Regions from separate parts of the Oryctolagus cuniculus genome. Here region 1 is linked to region 2. Evidence: chromatin contacts called from public Micro-C data. All regions are on one chromosome and are shown on one strand. Each heading gives the region's core, a stretch centred on a gene start, on an enhancer-like site or on the middle of the called end of the contact. The rest is flanking DNA. Distances are from core to core; before and after follow the strand shown. Region 1 overlaps KIRREL3 (kirre like nephrin family adhesion molecule 3). Region 2 overlaps DCPS (decapping enzyme, scavenger).

Region 1 (6,545 bases), core at 2,277-4,776, 140 kb after region 2:
AGTGCTGGGGCAGCGGGGAGGGAAGAAGTCGCCAAGCCTGGAGATGCATTATTCATGCTCCCACCCCCGACCCCGAGGATTGGTTATTATCCCGAACCACTACAGAGTTTGGTCTCCTAATTTTTAATCACAAGGAAGGTGGAAGCGTTAGCCTTTTTGTGATTAATCTGGAGATAAAAATAGTTGGCTGTTTTGGTGTTGTGCTTGTTGTCAGTCAGGGAAAATATTGCATTAACTGTTGGGGGACTGAGCGGATCCCAGAGCGGGAGCTGGCCTGGGACGCCGCAGCCCTGCCTGCGTGAGTGAGGGGCAGGCGTGAGTGAGAATGCAGCACACAGACTGGTTCCTTGGGCACTGCGTAGGAGAGGCACTGGATCAAGAGTGAAGGTTCCACCATCGCGCGGGTGGCTGGGCTCCTCTGCCCTGATCTGGGTGGGTGGCTGGGGGCCTCCCTCCCTGCCTGACACCTGCCACCGTGTGGGGGCACCGTGGGGGGACAGTGTGGGGCACTGTCCCTCTCCCTGTGTGCAGGGGGAGACCCTGCCTACTGACAGGTGCAAAGGTGCGCAGGAAGACATCACAGAGCCCAGTTCTGCACTGACAAGAAAACTGAGACCACAGAGCACAAGGAGCTGGTGCAGTGGGCTTGGGAGCTGTGTTCTGGCTCCAGCCAGGGCGGACAAAGCTGTCATCCGTTTTATGAACCAGTGTTCTTTTTCTCCCTTTGAGGGAGACGAGATTCTGCAGCCAGCTCTCCTGCGCCATGCCCAGACCAAGGCTGTCTCTAAGAAGCGATCCTGGGAAAGGCCTTGGACTTCTGGACTGGAACACAGGGCTGGGCTCCTTCTCGCAGCACACTGGCTGAACAGAGGGCAAGGTGCAGTGAGCTCAGAGGGCTTCCCTCCCGTTCTGGAACGGCTGGCCCACTTGCTGCCTCTGTGCCCAGCAACCACTCAGTGTCAAGCTCATTTTGTCCCAGGTTGGCCAACTCCACCTGAGCAGGCTGGGCAGACTCTCCTAGTGTGGTGCTCTGGGCTTCCTCTGGGGCCACGTGGCCACCTACACGGACCCTGCCTGGGCTTCCAGGACTTCCCCAGCTCTTCTGCCAGTCCAGACGACTGGCGTCCATGCCATCAGATGCATGGCCGATGGCAGGAGGCGGCAGCACCGACACGGAAGGTTCTACTGCCTAGCGAGCAAGGGCAGAGGTCAACTGGGCCATCCTTCTGCCCCCAGACTGGACAGCAGAGAACCTCAGATACTCAGCCCTCTGGAAGCAGCACCGGGTCTCGATCAGCTGACGAACAGTGCATTCTTCACAAAGCAGCAGAGTGGTCCCCTAAAAACATGGACCTGGGGGTGGGCCCTTGGCCTAGTGGCTACCGTGCCAGTTGGGACACCCACAAACCATATTGCAGTAACTGGGTTTGAGTCCTGACCCCACTCCTGATCCCAGCAGCCTGCTCATGGGCGCCTTGGGAGGCAGCTCAACTAGTTGGGTCCCTGCCACCCGTGTGGGAGACCTGGATTAGGTTCATGGCTCCTGGCTTCAGCCTGGTCCAGCCTTGGGCATTGGCAGGCATTTGGGGAGTGACCCAGCTGATGGGAGCCCTGTCTGTGTCTTAAAGAAATAATAATAATAAAAAAACTGAAGACACAAATCTGTTGGTATCCCTGCTCAGTTTTAAGCCCTCCAGAGCTTCCCCGTGTACTGAGAACTAAATCTGAACTCCTCTGGGTTTCCTGCAAGTGCCAGTGTTTCTGGCTCTTGCTGCCCCTGCCCCTTGGGGGTCAGTGCCTTCCACCCCCTCCTCACTCCCAGCACCTGCCCCAGCACACAGCAGGTGCTGAATGAGTATCTGTTGAATGACTAAAGGAAGATCTCAAGCAGGAGACTTGGCCATGCTTGGCACTGGCTGTTGAGATTGGGGCTTTTTCAATCCTGTGTGAGAGTGCAGGTGCAGGGCCAGCCAGAGCGGGGCGAGTGGGTGTTGGGGTGGGCAAAGAGGAGAGGCCGGCTGGCCTCCAGGAAGCTGCGGAGGGGCTCTCCGCCTGGGAAGCTGGGCCTGTGTTGCAGAGCGGAGCGCGGGCTGGGGATGGCCTGGCGCTGGGGGTGATCCCCAGCCTGTTTTCTCCAGGGCACTTGTTAGGGGGGCTGGGACCCCAGTCTGTTGTGTCTGGAGCCCAGACTGCAGAGGTGACAGATCAGAGACCCTTGGGTGAGATCGAGAGAAGTTTGCAGCCGGCAGCTCATACGCCTTTGCTGTTGGTGATCTGTCTAGGCTCCGGGGGCTCTGGAGAAGGGGTGGGCAGCTGGTCGAGCCTGTGCTACGGGTTCCAGCATTGACTGCAGGGGAGGGAGGGCCCCAGGGCCTCAGGCTCATCCTAATGAGCGCTTCTCCCACCTCCAGCATCCTTTGTGTCCCCAGACCCCTGGCTTCAGTCCTGCATAGCCTGCACGCCCCCCGGCCTCCCTGCCTTGATCCTTGCATTCTTCTCTCACCAGCTCTCTGTGTGTCCCACTGAGGGTATGAGGGCTGAGCAGGAGCCAGACACAGCCTTCCCTGCTGGAGCTGATGCCGAGACTCCGGTTACCCGGAGCCAGTGCACAGGTGCACCTGCCTGCAGCAGCGGCATCGCCCAAGAGCTTGTTAGAGATGATGAGACATGTGTGCTCCACTTCGGGCCTCCTGAGCCAGAATCTGAACCCTCAGAAGCTCCCAGAACATTCGCATGCACATCCACGTTTGAAGAGCACTGCTCTGGGCAGCGACAGCATGTGTGGGACCCCTGGGCTTGGCGGCGGCCCCCTTCCTGGGCTGGAGGGGAGAAAGGTGCACGCTTCATCCCGCGTGCTGGCTTTGAGAGCTGGCCTCCGTGCCATCTGCACAGGCCTCTTCCGCAGCTCCAACGTGGAGTTCTCTTTCCCCCTTCTCCTCCCAGGTCAATCTCACCCGGACTTAGCTAGGAGGGCCCCTCTCAAGGAAGTCTTTTCAGACTTTCCCCGTTAGCTGTGTGCACACCTTCTGCTTCTCTATCTTAACACAACTTTCGGAAATATCTGTCGGCGCCTGCCCCTCCCCTAGTCTGTATCACAGGGCGTGGTACGGCAAACATGTTTGCCGGGCTGAACTTGGTGTGAGTCCACCGCTGTTGGATTATGGACAGATTATCTTTTCTGATAACCATAGCCCTCTTATCTGAGAAGTGGGATAATAAAATACTTATATTGCAGAGTTATGAGGCTCGCTTTTATGACACACAGAGACGTGACAGGTTTGTAAAGGCTGACACACATGTTGATTATTAAGTTCAGTGTCCCCTACAGATAGAGCCCCTCCCAGCTGTTAGGTCAACTCTCCTGCTCTTACCCGCAGGCCCCCAGACACCGAGGTGCTGGGGTGGGGGGTGGGATTCAGACAGGCACATTTCTCCCTGCCTTTCCCTTCCTGCATTTCAAAGCCTGGCTTGCGCTTGGTGATTTAGCAATGTCTGCTAGGGGAATGCACGCGTGAGTTGTGCTGTCCAGATCCGTTCTGCACTCTTGCATTGCACCCAGGTCTCAAGGGCTAGGCCCTGTACAATCCCAGCCAGTAGTTCCCTCACTGGCACAGATGCGCCACCTCATGGCCAGAGTGCAGAACTGCAGACATCAAGACCGCAGGAAGGAAGACCTGGTTTTCCAGGGGCTGGCTCCCAGTTTTTCATTTGGAAAACTTGTGTTGAGTACCTACTGTGTGCCAGACTCTGTTCTAAGCATTGGGGTACAAAGCACCTTCCCTGGTGGAGTTTCTATTCTAGTGGGACAGAGACAGACAATACACAACACCTAATACCTAATGTAAGGTTTGCTGTAGATAAGTACTAAGAAGATAATGACACGGTAGGACATAGACACATCCTAATTTGGCTTCCTGGTTTCCTCCCTCCTGCCGTGGCTGTTCCTCCTCGCCTTCTTGCCACGTGTTAAGTGCCGGTTTTGCCTAGGTTGTCTCGTTCTAGACATAATCCACGAAAACCTCCACTAACTGTGGATGCGGTCACCATCTTTGAGATGATAAATCCCCAACAATCACGTCTGGCCCAGGCCTCTCCCTTGAGCTCCAGAGCCATGATGCCACTATCCACGGCCGTGGCCCCCAGCTTGTCTGCCACCAAATTCCCCATCTCCCCCAGCAGCCATGCCTTCCCCATGTCCCTATTTTGGGTAGCAGCACTGCTGTTCAGTTTTTGAGTCTGAGATCTGGGGTCTTTCTGGGCCCCACTCCCTTTATCCCCCATTGCTGAGCCCCCGATCTCTCCCTGAAACCTCTCCCAGCTGTGTCGGTCCTTCCCTGCGTCAGTCTTCCTGGCTCAGGGGTTCGTTATTGCTTGCAGGGATCTCCACGCCTCAGCCTCACTCCCTCCCGCTCCAATCCCCTGTGCTGTGCGGGGGTGATCCTCACAGACTCTGCTTATCCATCCACCTGCTCCGTCACTCATTCGCCCAGCGCATGCTGAAAATCTTTTTTGAAAAAAAAAAATCCCCAAAACTGCCATCAGAAAAGTGAACTTTTGGGTCTTTCCCAATCCCTTCAGTTTCATTCCCCCCACCCCTGATCACTTCCTACCTCAAATTTTCCTTGTGGATAAGAACCACCTGCAAAGGGCCAGCACTGTGGCACAGTGGGTAAAGCCTGCACCAGCAGCACCGACATCCCATACGAGCGCCTGTTCAAGTCCTGTCTGCTCCACTTCCAATCCAGCTCCCTGCTAATGAGCCTGACAAAGCAGCAGAGATGGTCCAAGTGCTTGGGCCCCTGCACCCATATGGGAGACCCAGAAGAAGCTCCTGGCTCCTGGATTCGGATTGACCCAGCTCCAGCCATTGTGGCCATCTGGGGAGTAAACCAGTAGATGGAAGATCTCTTTCCCTCTCTCTCTGTAACTTTGCATTTCAAACAAATAAAATAAATCTTAAAAAAATATAAAGAACCACCTGCAATTAAAGTACTTCTTCCCCAACTGCCCTGTTCATTTTGCTTGGGTTCCAAAGCTGGGTGCCATGTTTGCTAACTCGTGGCCATGGCCAAGTCACTCAGTCTCCTTGTGCTTTGGTTTCCTCATTTATAAAACAGAGAATAAAAGAACCAAAGCACAGGCAGGCTCGAGGGAGGTGTGTGGGAGATGCTTCCCGGAGGCTCCAGGGTTCTACAGACGTGCGGGCTCTTGGTGCTCTAAGCAGCCTGGTGCAATCCCGTGGGAGAGATGGGCAGGGTGCCTGGGCCTTAGAAGTCAGCTGCCCTGGCCCCTAGAAAAGTGGAGTTGATTTCCTCGTCCCCTGCTGTGCCCATCAGGAGCCGGGTGGCAAACCCAGCTGTTCTCCAGGGGTGATGCTGTGCTGCCCTGCCTGGCTTGGCTTCTGCTGTGGTTAAAATGTGTGCCCCCCAAAGCATGTACTAGTGTTGGGAGTGAGGCCTCATGGGAGGCGTTGAGGTCAAGAGGGCTCCACTCCCGGGAATGGACTGTTGCTCATTACAAAGGGGTTTGAGGCCATGCGTGCGATTTCTTGCCCCCTCCCACTCATCCTCTTGCCTTCCGCCATTGGATGATACAGCACCAAGGCCCACACCAGACACCGGCACCTTGAACTTGGACTTCCTAGCCCCCACAACTGAGAGCAACAGCTGCCTGTGCATCATAACCCAGTCTCTGGTACCCTGTGAAGGCACACAAAATGGTCCCGGGGGTTCGGTGACTTCTGGCAGGCTGCATCCCCTCTGTTGAGCTCAGCCTAGATTGCTCACTCACAGTATTGGGGGTGTTTTGATTGTGCAGTGTCAGGACTCAGAACACGAAGCCCCAAAGTAAGGCCCCTTGGAAATTAGGAAAACAGCAGAAACAGAAATTGTCCTTTCTGCCCTGTGCCTTTCTGTGTGACAGTTGGCCACGCACATTTCTGTGGCTTACCTCCTCTGAAAGTAGATCAAAACCCCTTTATTCTGGACCTGTCCTATACGTGGGTGGAAGGAGTGAAGAACCCAGAGAGGCGAGAGGAAGTGGAACAGAAAGCCTGACCCATGGTTTATCGCCATTGGGTCAATCACTTTTCTGCACAACTGCTCATTTTTGATTGAGCCCAAGCCTTAGGTCATCGGATCTTGTTTTCCTGAAGGCTCTCGCGTCAGTAAAACTTTGGTGACATAAACTTGAACCTTGCTATGCTTGTCCCTTGGCAATCTGTGTTTTGCTGTGGAGGTGCCTGCAGCGAGCCTTGTGTTGGGTGAGAAGACGGCATCTTTCTCCCCTCCAGCAGAAAGACGCGCCCGCTACTCACTAGCAGCCTCTGGTCTGATTTGCTCCTGGCTGCCCCCAGCCTCAGGCTCCCGGAGGAATCTTAGAACTGGGCCCCAGCATCTACTGTCTCCCCACTGCAGTCCGCTCTGCCTCCGTTATGGCCAGGTGACTGTCGTGGAGGATCAACCCCAGCTATCCACAGCGTTCAAGTTCTTCATAAAATCAGCTCCTACCATGGAGGGCATTCGGCTTTCCCCCTGGCGAGGCTG
Region 2 (7,111 bases), core at 189-2,688:
GTGGCCAGGGAAGTGCAGTGGAGGATGGCCCAAGTGCTTGGGCCCTGCACCCCATGGGAGACCAGGATAAGTACCTGGCTCCTGCCATCAGATCAGCGCGGTGCACCGGCCGCGGTGGCCATTGGAGGGTGAACCAATGGCAAAGGAAGACCTTTCTCTCTGTCTGTCTCTCTCTCTCTCACTGTCCACTCTGCCTGTCAAAAATAAAAAGAAAGAAAGAAAGAAAAAGAAACAGCTAATATTTTAGGCTTTGTGGAGCACACGTGGTCTCTGTCTCTTGAGTGAAAACATCTCCCTTAGCTTGCTGTATGTGCTGTCAGCGGCCAGGTTTGACTTGTTGACCATATTTGTCAATCCTTGTTTCAGGTTTTTGCCCAAGTGTGGTGTGTGGATCAGTAGTATTTTTTTTTTTAAAGATTTATTTATTTTATTTGAAAGGCAGAGGCAGAGAGAGAGGTCTTCCCTTTGCTGGTTCATTCTCCAGGTGGCCGCAGCGGCTGGAGCTGTGCTGATCTGAAGCCAGGAGCCAGGAACTTCTTCCTGGTCTCCTAGGCGGGTGCAAGGGCCCAAGGACTTGGGCCATCTTCTGCTGCTTTCCCAGGCCATAGCAGAGAGCTGGATCAGAAGTGGAGCAGCCGGGATCGAACCGGCGCCTCAGCGGCTTTACCCCCTATACCACAGCGCCATCACCCTAGCAATATTGGCACTGTCTGGTAGTTTGTTAGAACCAGACTCTCAGGCCCCACCCTAGACTACAGAATCACAATCTGCATTTTAGCCAAATCTTCTGGCAAGTTATATGCACATTAAACTTTCACAGGCACCAGTCTTTAAAAAACACCATTCGTCTGCAGGTGATGCCTGCCTTCATTTCTCCATCCTGACCTCCCTGAGAACTTCAGATTCCTAGTGAAGTGCGTGCCTGCTTGATGTCTCCATTTGGAGAGCTCATAAGTGAAATGCAAGAATCCAGCGCTCTGATAGATTTAAAAGCACTAAACCCATATTCCAGAGTAGCCACTACTATTACTCCACTGTGCTGGCCAGGTGCTAGGTCCTGTAGCTTTAGAACAAGTGAGATTCTATCCCTGCCCTGTAGTCTTATTTAAGAGGCGGTGAGATACACAAATTATTACACAGAGAAGGAGGTAAAAGTAGGAGGGTTTGATTGCTATCTGGATCCAGAGGACAGAGGTCCTTGAGGACTGAATCACAGCAGACTCATTTGCAGTCCCCAGCAGCCAGACCCATGTTAGTGCTTAATTAAGTGATCACTGAAGGGTGAATCCTGGAATGAACCCATCTACTGGTTCTTTTTCCCGTGGGCCAGACATTGCACAGCCACAAGGGGGCAGCGTTGCCAAAGTTTTCATGCTGCCTGCGCCTCTGGCGTCTGTGGTGTCACTGGATGAACTAGAATCTTCCCCGGCTCCTGTCTCTCCAGTCTGTCTCAGAATCACCAACTCCACATGGCCCTCAACATGCAGTTCCTGCAGCTCTGTGCCTCCCACACAGTTGCCACATTGAGCTTTCATGCTGTCTCTGGCTGCTTTTCTCAGCCCTCTTTCCCAGAATACTGTTTGCCCCCAGGAGTCCCCACTCCTCTTTTCTGAGCTGGCTGCTCTCCTAGATCAGCAAAACTGTGTGCCCAGCTGATTTCTTCTGATACTTCTCTGGTCCTTAGCAAATTTCTATTCTTCATCCAGGCTAAGATTGTGCAGTCTTCTCATTGATTTGTCCCTTCCAGCTTCTTGGCTGACCACAAGAGGCTGCTCCCGGGAGCCACTTGCAGCCCCCGCCCTATGAGCTAATGGCGAGAATATGACTCGGGGAGCCAGACATGCTGGGGCTCCATCCGCCTTGCCAGCACTTTGTAGTATGGTGCGTGCTGGAGCAATGACATGCTGTTTTAGTATAATGCAGGGGTTAAGAGCAAGCCTCGGGTTAGACAGATCTGGGTTGAAATCCTGGCTTTGCAACTCACTAACCATGAGGACTTGGGAAGTTTCTGTGTTCACTTAGCAGATGTGAACTGCCTGGCTGTGCTAGCCACCCTCCTTAACTGCTAGACTGTAGTCACGCACACAACAGGTAGTCTCCCTGTCTTTGGAGTTGCAGTGAGGCACACGTCTGAGGGGCCATGCACACAAGAGGGGCTTCTCAGGCTGGGGGTCCAGGAAGGCTCTGCAGCAGAGATGACCCCCACGCTGAGACCTGAAGGTTGGGAGGGAGCCAGTAGCTGTGCTGAGGAGGGATGTGGGGAGGGTGTGGGGCTGAGGGAGGGGCACCTGTTTTTCGGGAGGAAAGAGGAACAGAAAGCAGGCAGGTGTGTCGGGAGTGTGGGCCGTGGGCGGGTGGCCAGGGTGTGTAGCGCAGAAGTTGTTAGGAAAGTAGCTTCAGTTATTTTCTCTGTTAGATTAGTAGCTGAGCAGACCTCAGTGGACTGATTATGAAATAGATAAGGAAGTGTTTTACAACATTTTTGAGCCTCTGACCACAGAGAGACATTTTATTCTGGGACCCAGTACACAAAAATATACAGGAACACGTGTCAGTGAAACAAAAGTTTCACGAAATGAAACTTAGCTGTATTTGATGGATACCCTCTGGTATCTTCTGTTCTGGCCTTGTGTGTTTCTTTTTAAAAAATACTGGTCTTAACCTTCTAAATTGACTTTGTGGTTACTGTCAGGGGTTGTGACCTATTGAGATAAGGCATCTAAAGCACTTAGCACAGCAGTTGGCACAGGGACTATGTCTGATAAGTGCTGTTCCTGTGTTATCTATGGTTGTTTCTCTACCTTTGCAATTATGTGAGCCTTACGTGGAGCTGTAGAGTGAACCAGGGGAAGAGTTGGGGGAAAGCTGCAGGCCTTGACTGGGACAGGTGTCCTTTCTTTCCCCTGCCTGGCTGCATGATGTCTTTTTGTTTGTTTTAATGCTTGCTTGTTTGTCTTTTTTTTTTTTTTTTAAGATTTATCTTATTTATTTGAAAGAGTTACACAGAGAGAGAAGGAGAGGCAGAGAAAGAGAGAGAGAGAGAGAGAGAGAGAGGTCTTCCATCCGTTGGTTCATTTCCCAGATGGCTGCAACAGCCGGAGCTATGCCGATCTGAAGCCAGGAGCCAGGAGCTTCTTCCAGGTCTCCCATGTGGTACAGGGGCCCAAGGACTTGGGCCATCTTCTACTGCTTTCCCAGGCCATAACAGAGAGGTGGATTGGAAGTAGAGCAGCTAGGACTCATATGGGATGCCAGCACTGCAGGTGGCGGCTTTACCCACTGTGCCACAGCACGGGCCCCTGCTTGTTTATCTTTATCTACTTGAAAGGCAGAGTGACAGAGAGAGAGGAATCTTCCATCTGCTGATTCACCCCCTCCAAATATCCACAATCAGCCAGGGCTGGACCAGGCCAGAGCTAGGAGCTAGAGCCTCCAATCTTGGTCTCTCATATGTCTGGCAGGGCCCCAAAACTTGAGTCATCGTCTGCTGCCTCCTGTCATACATTCGGAGGAAGCTGGATTGGAAGCAGAAGAGCTGGGACTCTGACATGGGATGCAGGTGTCCCAAACGGCTGGTTAACCTGCTGTGCCACACAACAGTGGCCCCATCCACACCACATCTGAATGCTTCCCCTGCTATCCAGGCAGGGCAGAGCCTCCATCAGCCCCTTCTGCTGCCTCCATTCTCACGCCTGTGGGCTGTCAATGGAGCCCTTTCATTGAGAGCTCGTTCCCTCTTACCTGGGGAAGGGGGGAGATGGTAGGGAGAAAGGTATGACTCAGAAACACAGACTGCCTCTAAAAAGGCCAATTGTTTTCCTGGACGGAATGCAGGGGCTGGAATCTCAGGTTCAGAGCGGAGACAGGCGCCTGTGTGAGCGAGGCTGGGGCAAGGAGCAGAGGGCTGGGATCCTGGGAATAGCACCATCCTTCGGTTGCAGGGAACTCCAAGTACTTTCGCCACAGGCAAGAGGCAAAGCTGGGATCTCTAGAGGGAGGGGTGCAGCTGCTTGGGAGGAGCATTTTAGGAGACAAGTCACTCCCAGAAGAGTCTCCCTGGCAGCATAATTGGTTTTAGAAAGAACACACACACATGCACACACACACACAACTGGAAAGAGTGAACGGACAGCCACCTCTGTGTGGCAGTGAAAATGAACCACAGCTGAGTCTCACCATGGAGAGCAAGAAAGACGACACGGCACACTCAGTGCAGTTCCAGGGACAGGAACTGACAAACAAGCAGAGCAGACAGTCCACTGGCTACTGATGCATGGCTGTGAAGACAGAAAAGCACTGATCAACCCCAAATCTTGGCCAGCACCGTGGCTCACTAGGCTAATCCTCCGCCTGCGGCACCGGCACACCGGGTTCTAGTCCCGGTCGGGGCGCCGGATTCTGTCCCGGTTGCCCCTCTTCCAGGCCAGCTCTCTGCTGTGGCCCAGGAGTGCAGTGGAGGATGGCCCAGGTCCTTGGGCCCTGCACCTGCATGGGAGACCAGGAGAGGCACCTGGCTCCTGGCTTTGGATCAGCGCAGTGCACCAGCTGCAGTGCACCAGCCGCAGCGCGCCGGCCGCAGCGGCCATTGAGGGGTGAACCAACGGAAAAGGAAGACCTTTCTCTTTGTCTCTCTCTCTCTCTCACTGTCCACTCTGCCTGTCAGGAAAAAAAAAAAAAAAAAAAATCTGGAGGCAGCTTCTGCCTGGTGGGGGCAGGCCAGAGACAACATCAGGAGCCCTGCTGGCAGTGTTTCTAAGATCGTGTTCCATGTGTGAGTTCTTTTTGTTTTATTTTAGGTTCTTAAGTGGTACGTGGCTTTTTACACACACATAACACACACACACACACCTTCATTTTATATGTACAACAGATTTCCCAGTAAACATTAAGAAGAGTCGGCGGATCCTTAGATAGACCAAGCATATTCTCCCATGATTTTGAAGGCTCTATCCCCGTCCTCAAGTTTGGTGTTTAGTCGATGCTGCTGAAAGTGAAAGTGTTGGGTTTTTGCCTCCTTCTTCTGGGTTTCCGGCATTAGCGGACTTCCCTTTCTGCCTGCTCCTCTTGTGGGGCGGGGGGCGTGGCCAGGCCAGACCCTGTTTTTCTGCAGCAGGGGAGGAGGGCCCTGCAGGGCAGAACAAGGCAGTGTGGGCAGGTCCTCCAGCCATGGGAAGAGAAGTGTGTGTACCAGGCTGCACAAGGGCCTTTCGGGCTCATCCCTGTGAATGTCCTTAGCGGCCCTGCCACTGCAGCTGAGCCAGTGGACAAGAGATCTCTGGACAGGGGATGGCTTGCCAAACAGGTCTCTGCAGGACCCGACCAGAGCACCATGGCCAGCCAGCATGAGAAGTCCTGCAGGCCTACAGCTGGTGAGCGGTTCCAGGGAAAGGCACAGAATTGCCGAGACTCAGTTTCTCTGAATGAAAAGCCCCTCCTAGAGTCATAGTATCTGAGGATGGAGTGGAGAGAGAATAAAATCTCTAATAATCAATAGCTGTGGACTAGAACTGTTTGTCCAAATTAATTCAAGGGCTTTGTCAAATACAGAATCTGGAAATGAGTAAGAGTCCCTAGCATAGGGCCTGGGTATTTATCCGTCACATGGTCAAATGATCAAATACACCCAAAGCTCTAAGTGGACTGGAGCAGGCGCTCGTGCCGCTCTGCCCATCCTTCTCCCACTTCTGAGAAGTAGCCCTGGTCTGAGGTTAGTGCTTCTGGTGGTTTACTCTGGATATTCAGCTGAACAATGTGCTTAGACAACTCTTTTGATAAATTTCAACGTTATCAGTTCCCTACAGAGGAAGTGTACTTCCTTTCCCTCCCTCCCCTCTCCTTCTAATTTTTGAAAACAAATCTGTCATAATTGAAGATTTTTTTACAGTGTATTTATTAATTTTTATTTATTTGAGAAAGAGAGGTCTTCTGTTTGCTGGTTCAATCCCTAGATGCCTACAATAGCCATGGATTTGCCAGGCTAAAGCTGGGAGCCTGGAATTCAGTCAGGGTCTCCCAGATAGGCTGTGAGGATTCAAGTCCTTGAGCCCTCATCTGCTTCCTCCCTGGGTGTGTATTAGGAGGAAGCTGGATTGAAACTGAAGTAGCTGGGGGGCCGGCGCTGTGGCTTAGTGGGTAAAGCTGCCTCCTGCAGTGCCGGCATCCCATATGGGCACCAGTTCAAGTCCCAGCTGCTCCACTTCTGATCCAGCTCTCTGCTATGGCCTGGGAAAGCAGTAGAAGATGGCCCAAGTCCTTGGGCCCCTGCACTCAGATGGGAGACCTGGAAGAAGCTCCAGCTCCTGGCATTGGACCGGCGCAGCTCTGGCCATTGCGGCCATCTGGGGAGTGAACCAGAGGATGGAAGACCGCTCTCTCTCTCTGCTTCTCCTTCTCTCTCTTTGTAACTCTGATTTTCAAATAAATAAATAAAATCTTAAAAAAAAAAAAAAAGAAAGTGGAGTAGCTGGGACTTAAACCCCAGGTACTTTGATATAGGATATGGGTGTCCCACATGATGGCTTAACCACTCTGCCACAGTGCCCACTCCTCTTCCATATTTTTGATAAAGATTTTATAATTGCCTTTGGACTCCTAAGCATAAGTAAAATCTTTAGTCTTACTCCATCTTCTGGAGGTTTTATGCCCCCCAGGTGAGAATGTCAGTGCCCACAGTCCTCTTGCCACCCACTTTGCCTTTCAGTTTCATCTGTGGCTGCCCTTTAATCTCACATTGCTGATGGTGTGTGCTGGTGTATAACTGTAGTGGAGTCTTTAACACATTGTAAGTTGGATTCTGGATTCGAAGCCTGCAAACAAGGCTTCCATTGTGGCCATGTGAGAATTTGCTGCGCGGTTGAGCAGAGTGTTGGCTGTTTGTTCCTTTCCCAGTTGCCAAAAGCTGAAGGGTACCTTAGAAAGTGCGTGGAAAGGGGCCTGCACTGTGACATAGAAGGTTAAGCCACCACCCACAGCGCCGACATCCCATGTGGGCGCCTGTTTGAGACCCAGCTGCTCCACTTCTGATCCAGCTTCCTGATAATGCTCCTGGGAAAGCGGCTGAAGGTTGCTCAAGTGCTTGGGCCCCTACACCCACATGGGAAACCTGGATTTA

What was found. A called contact is a pair of places that touch in the nucleus more often than the background predicts.
Region 1: a contact with region 2 is called in a Micro-C map of ear pinna, with 4 times the contacts expected there. The contact joins two enhancer-like sites. A contact is called at or near these places in 3 of 6 Hi-C or Micro-C datasets (ear pinna, psoas muscle and an unstated tissue).

What each region holds. Positions count from the first base shown.
Region 1 is chr1:119,862,600-119,869,144 of mOryCun1.1, forward strand. The region is part of intron 5 of KIRREL3 (kirre like nephrin family adhesion molecule 3); the gene reads right to left. All of the region lies in intron 1 of LOC138843621 (a long non-coding RNA gene), which reads left to right. Among named protein-coding and RNA genes, the nearest start is that of ST3GAL4, 86 kb to the left of the region's middle. Within about 2 kb of position 3,527, at least 1 of the 8 cell types and tissues checked has an H3K27ac peak or open chromatin away from gene starts, as enhancers often do.
Region 2 is chr1:119,722,178-119,729,288 of mOryCun1.1, forward strand. The region is part of intron 2 of DCPS (decapping enzyme, scavenger); the gene reads left to right. Among named protein-coding and RNA genes, the nearest start is that of DCPS, 9.7 kb to the left of the region's middle. Within about 2 kb of position 1,439, at least 1 of the 8 cell types and tissues checked has an H3K27ac peak or open chromatin away from gene starts, as enhancers often do.